Regions from separate parts of the Pan troglodytes genome. Here region 1 is linked to region 2. A link is a contact called in public HiChIP or PLAC-seq data. All regions are on one chromosome and are shown on one strand. The core of a region is the stretch at or near the end of the contact, and the rest is flanking DNA. Distances in the headings are between cores, read along the strand shown. Region 1 holds the start of NDUFA4L2 (NDUFA4 mitochondrial complex associated like 2). Region 2 holds the start of GLI1 (GLI family zinc finger 1).

Evidence for each region. HiChIP or PLAC-seq counts read pairs in DNA pulled down with a chosen protein or histone mark.
Region 1: an H3K4me3 HiChIP or PLAC-seq map of stem cell-derived excitatory neurons shows a contact between it and region 2, with 2.9 times the contacts expected there. The contact joins the promoter of NDUFA4L2 here to the promoter of GLI1 in region 2. A contact is called at or near these places in 1 of 7 Hi-C or Micro-C datasets (induced pluripotent stem cells) and 1 of 1 datasets of contacts at active chromatin or transcription factors (stem cell-derived excitatory neurons).

Annotation. Positions count from the first base shown.
Region 1 is chr10:38,790,842-38,793,788 of NHGRI_mPanTro3-v2.0_pri, reverse strand. NDUFA4L2 (NDUFA4 mitochondrial complex associated like 2) reads right to left here and starts at 1,351. Exons shown (of 5, transcript XM_063786476.1): 1 at 1,291-1,351. LOC134807528 reads left to right here. Exons shown (of 3, transcript XM_063786178.1): 2 at 1-824. The coding sequence ends at 731.
Region 2 is chr10:38,570,257-38,572,956 of NHGRI_mPanTro3-v2.0_pri, reverse strand. GLI1 (GLI family zinc finger 1) reads left to right here and starts at 1,334. Exons shown (of 10, transcript XM_063786406.1): 1 at 1,334-1,750. LOC129136526 (a long non-coding RNA gene) reads right to left here. Exons shown (of 3, transcript XR_008538279.2): 2 at 426-1,106.

The sequences.
Region 1 (2,947 bases), core at 102-2,601, 220 kb before region 2:
CCCGCAGCCTCCACTCTTCTGGTGTGAGATGGGACCGGAGGGCGGAGAGGGGACGCGGAAGCTCCTATCTCTCCAGCCACAATCGGCACCCAGGGTTCAGGCGGGTTCCTCTTCTGGGGTTGGGCATCCTCAGATGCCTGGGGGCTGGGGAGGCGGGGGCTTCATCTCTGCTTCTGGGCTGCAGATTCGAGATTGCCCTAAGCCCTCTGACCCGGCCTGTCCTAGCCTCTGGCTGCCCTTCTTTCTGCCTCTTGTTCTTTCTGCCTTCTGTCTGCTTCCTGTCTCTGGGTATGTCCATCTCTCTCTTCCCTATTCTGGCTGTGTCTGTCTGCTCTCCCTCTTGCTGCCTTCCCTACCTGGCTTTGTCCCTCTGCATCGGTTTTTCTGTGTCTCTTTGTGTCTCGCTCCCTCCCTCCACATCTCTCCATCTCACTGTGTCTCTCTTTACTAATGCCTCTCTTTGTCTCTGTCTTTATCTCTGTCTCTCCCCAACCCCACTCCCCAGCTCTATTCCTATTCTCTGGGTTGCTGCCTCTGGGGACTGCAGCAGCCCAACAGGGCAGCCCGGAGATGCCTCGGGGCACTGCCCGGGGTCCTCCTCCTGGTCACCTCCACATGCCCGTCAACTCCGCGCAGCGTTGATCTTCCCGCTGCGGCTGTGGGACGTGGAGGGGCGCCCGGAAAGGAAGACACAGGGCCCAGCATCTGCTCGGGAGCCCCAGGGCCCCTGACCCCCTCTGCCATTATTAAGGGCGCCGGGTCCCGAGGCACCGAGATGATCATGATTGCATCAGCCAGACAGAAGCGGAGCCGGGAGCTGCGCGGTGAGCGAACGAGTGAGACAAAGACGCCCGCGCCATCTGTTTATGCAAAGCGCTCTCCGCCGGGGACCCCGGCGTCCCGGCTTCTGGCCGGGCTTGGGGCAAGGGTCATAAGCCCATTCCCACCCGGCGCCCCCACCGCGCCTTGGCTTCCCCTCTCCTCAGCACCCAGAGGGGCCGCTGGGCGAGCGGAACGGAAAGGGGGCGGGGGTGTTGATGTGATTGGAGCGGACGCGGCTGTTTCTTCAATAATGGATGGAGATGATGCGGTCGGCGAAGCCGAGCTGGCCGGGAGAGGAGAGAGGAATAGAAATGGGGAAAGGAAGGAGTGGGGGCGGGAGACTCACCCCGGCGCGCGCACACACACACACGCGCGCGCGCACGTGCGTCACACTGTCATTCGGATACACGCCGCCGCGCGGCTCACACCCAGGCACACGCCTACGCACTGTCACCGAGACACACATACCTGCAGGCGGAGACGCGATGGCAACACACACTCCCCGCTGGCTCTTCCTGATTTTCACACATACACAGACCTGCAGGCGGAGACGCACGGAAACGCCCCCACGCGGAGGCACACCCGGGCAAAATCACCCAGATGGGAGCTGGGGACGGGGAAGTGGACAAACCCGACAGATATAGACACACTCAGGGGCACAGACACACACCCGGGCACAGAGTCGGACACACCTGGGGCTCAGGTAGACACACCTCACATACCCAGGGAACAAACGGACACACACAAACCACACGCCGGAGATACAGACGTCCATAATTGCCAGGGGCACGGAGAGCCCACCCACGCCCACTCAGAGGCTAGCACACCTTAGCATATGCAGGAGTTGCCATCTGTGCCCTGCGGGGTGGAATGTGGCAGGGAGGTCGTCAGGGTCTCCGGAGCAGGCCTTGTTAGCCTAGCAGTATGATGAGGTCTTGGTGACAGGAGGCGCTTGGGGCTGTGGACTAGGAGGCCCGTGCACCAGGGCTTAGCTGTCTGCAAGCTTCCTTGACTGGCCCCTAGGGCGGGTAGCGCCGACGTTGGGCTGCCCCTGAGCAGCAGACCCGGCGGACCTCACTGACCCAAATCGGGCAGTTTCGTGGAGGCAGAGCCTAAAGGGAACACTGGAGCTGCACCGGGAGATTCTCAGGATCCCCAACACTGCTGCTGGTGGGGTTTATAGAAAGGGTCACTCTGTACTCTGCCTTTTCCCCCCGTGCTGCCCAGTCTTCCAACTTCAAGGGGCACGTGTGTGTGTGTGTGTGTGTGTGCGCGCGCGCGCTGAGTGGAGTGGGCAGTGGAGGAGGTTGGGGTGCCGGTTGTCTTGTACCCTAGTACCGGCCCTTCCTCGGATCTGTTTTCAATTCAGTCTGCTCCTTGGCCCAGACTTATGACCTTTGCAGCATGCGGCAGTATCATCCATCACCCAGGCGCCGCTTAGGGGGATGGAGGGCGCTGGGAGCTCACATAGGGTCGCTGTCACGCCTGCCGCCCTCTCTGGGGACCTGCTCTCCGGCCCGCGGGCCAGGGCTTAAGAGTCTTGGTGAGTAATGACGGGAGGGTGTGACCGTGGGGCTCGATCGGGACACTGGGTCACATGTCCCCACCCCTGGTACCCTAGCACCCCTCCTAGTTCAGCACAGCCTGTTTCCCCGCTTTTCCCGCCCCCCTTCTCTCGGGCCCTTTGCTTAATTTCCTATTAACTGCTGATAAATCCAATTAAACCGCCGCTCTAATTAGGGACAGCTGCCGGCTCAGTGAGGCTAGGGAGGGGGGCGCCCCCCGAGTGTTGGGGGAGAACAGCCGCTCTCCCTGCTTCTCGGCATCCGCACACCAGCATTGCCGCCCAATGAGCCAGTAAATTGGTTTTGCCTTAGCATTGGCGGGGGGCTCTCGAGGATCTCGGGGGGCTCTGATTTTGAGTCCCTCAGACCTTGATGAATAGAGACGACCCGAGCCCTCGCGGTCCCTCCCCTCATACATTCCTGGTAGGTGGATTTCAAGGAAGGATAAGGACAGAATGCTTGATTTGCGTGTGGTTGGTGTGTGTGTTTGCCTGTGATCTGTTCCTATTCCAGCTCAATCGCGATTAAAGGGGGGGTCTTCTTTAATGACTCCGCCCCCA
Region 2 (2,700 bases), core at 85-2,584:
TCTATAGAACTGGGTGGGGAGAAGAAAGTAAGGTGTTCTAAGAGAGCTCTTCTTGCTGGGCACCGGTGGTCCCAGCTACTTAGGAGGCTAAGGCCGGAAGACCGCTTAAACCCAGGAGTTCGAGGCTATGATCACACTTGTGAGTAGCCTCTGCACTCCAGCCTGGGCAAATAGTGAGACCCCATCCCAAATAAAAATAAATAAATACATAAATACATAAATAGCTCCTCTGGAAGAAGGGGCTCGAGGCTGGGACAGGAGCATGTGTGGGGTGCCTTTTTTTCAGTGACCATTAGTCTGGTCTGACTGAGCTGGGTCTCTGACCCTCTGGGGATAACTAGTCTGGGTCAAAGTCCCAGATCTCCCCCTACCTTCACCTTTTCTTTTCCCCCTTGACCCTCAGACTGAACAGTTAACCCACTGACCTTCCACACCCAAGGGGGTGGTTCTTGGAAGCAGAGCTAGGATGTGGGAGGTCTGCCTCTGGGGTTGAAAAAAAGGGGAGAGGGTGCCCTTTTTCCTTGTCATGCTTCCTCCTCTTTCTCATAAAAATCAGAGACTGAAATGCTGCCCCTCCCTTATATCCGGTCACGATGGCAATGCAAATCTGAAGAGGCAGGGCACTTCCCTGTCAGGCAGTACGGCTGGGCATAGCAACCTCTGCCTCTCCGTTTCTCAGAGCTCACATATCCACCTCCTGGGCTTTTAAGTGGGCTTTAGTGAGGGGCTCCTCCTTCAGCTGGGCTCCTCCTTCAGTTCCCCAGCTCTTCTGCTTCGACTCCGAGCGGGTGTCATGTGTGAGAACGGCCAGCAGAGGGAGCAGAAAGCCTGGAAGAGCAGCTAGAGCCTGCAGTGACGTGGTGCGGAGGGGCGGCAGTCTCCAGAACTTCGAGACGTAGAGCCGGGGTTCTAGGGAAAGGGGCTTCAGTCCCAGGGCTCCTTGGTGACCTCGTGAACCACACCCTGCACCCAGAGCCTCAGCCGCTGCTCCTTGCTTTTATGCTCCATAGACTCCTCACCTTCTTCCAGAGCCCCCAACCCAACTTGATTTGCCCCAAACCGCAACTCTGTCCCAGCCGCTGCAAGTTCCATCCAAAGGATGAGGCCTGCAGATAAACCACAGGATGGCAGAATGCTCAGTTAGCACCAACCAAAGGCGACTACCCTACCTCCACTATTATCGTTCTCGGTTGAACTTCTCCCCCTGCCCCGCAATATTTTCCTCAATCTGGTTGTCGGGGCCTCTTTGGGGCCAGCCGATCCAGAAATCCAAGCCGGGATTTAGTACTCACCAACAGCAGCGTGTTCAGCCGGGGGGGGGGGGGAGGGGGGCGTAGGCAGTATAGGGTCCCTCAAGGGAGGGGGAGGATCCTGGGGGTCCTGGGGGTGCAATAAGCCCGGCACCCCTTCTCTTGCTTCCAGCTACCCCGCCTCATCCTCCAGAACGGCAAGAGGGAGGGAAATAGAAGGGAGGTGAGGGGCGAGCGGGAAGAGCGGCGGCGCGCCAGCGGCTGGAGCGAGAAAAAGTTTTTGCAAAAGGGAAAAAAAAAGTTTGCGCTTCTCGCGGGTGGTCCGGGCTTGCGGCCCGGCGGGCTGGGCCGGCGGGAGGGCTGGGGGCCAGGTTGGGGGGGTGGGGGTGGCATCGAGGCTGCGCTGCCGTGGCCCTCTCCGCCCCCCCTCCCCACCGCACACCCCCCAGCCCAGACTCCAGCCCTGGACCGCGCATCCCGAGCCCAGCGCCCAGACAGAGGTGAGAAGGGGGGGCAGGCGGGGGACCACCTGGGAGCAGTGGGGGAGGGGGCCTGAGGGGATGCTCAGCTTCTTAGGGACTCATCCCAGACCCGGGACATAGAGGCAAAATAGGGGTGGGAGAGCCTGGGGTGAGACATTAGAAACTCCAGATTTTTCACTTGTATCTTTCTCTGTATCTTCTTTTTCTTCCCTTTTTTCTTCTGTCAGTCTGTGTATCTCTGTCTCAGGGAACCGTGGGTCTTTGTCTCCGCCTCTCCCATATATTAGAAATATCTCACTTTCATGCGGTTAAGTTGAAGAGGCTGGAGGGATGGCTAGCTGGAGGTCTGCGTTGTAGAGAGGTAACCCCAGGTGTGTGTCTGCGCGTGGGGTAGGAAGACGTCAGTGTTTCTGAAAGGTGGGGACTGCAAAGGAGGGAGCTCCAGGTGGGGTGGGGACGGGTGTGTGGGAGGCAACAGAGCCACTACGGGCCAGCCAGGCTTGAACCTTTGACCTGTCTTGTGACAGATGTGCCAGTGGATGCTTGTGCTTTAGGGGAGTGTCTTCTGGACTTGGAAGGGGGCTGGGGCGGGGGGCTGTCCAAGGTCTAGTGAAGGCCCTAGAATGACCCCATGCAATTTGGACTCCTGAGTCCCAGGGGCTGTGGGCAAGGAGCTCAGGAGGAGCCGGGGAGACCTTGTCTTGACCCTCTGACCTCAGGACCACCGGGGCAGCGGGAGCCAGCCGCAGGGAGACCCCTACCGGGGCTGGGCGGGACCACTGGCCACTGCCAGCCTGTGTATCCCCGTTGGCCCCCTGCCCAAACGGGAGCTGGGGATCGAGGCCCCTCCTCTGGCTCAGACCACCCTGCCTGCCCTTGCTCCCCGCTCTGAATCCTCTTTCAGGTCCCATGACCCCGAAACAATCAGCACTGGGCAGCTAGCTTTCGGGACAGGATTAGGGAAAGGG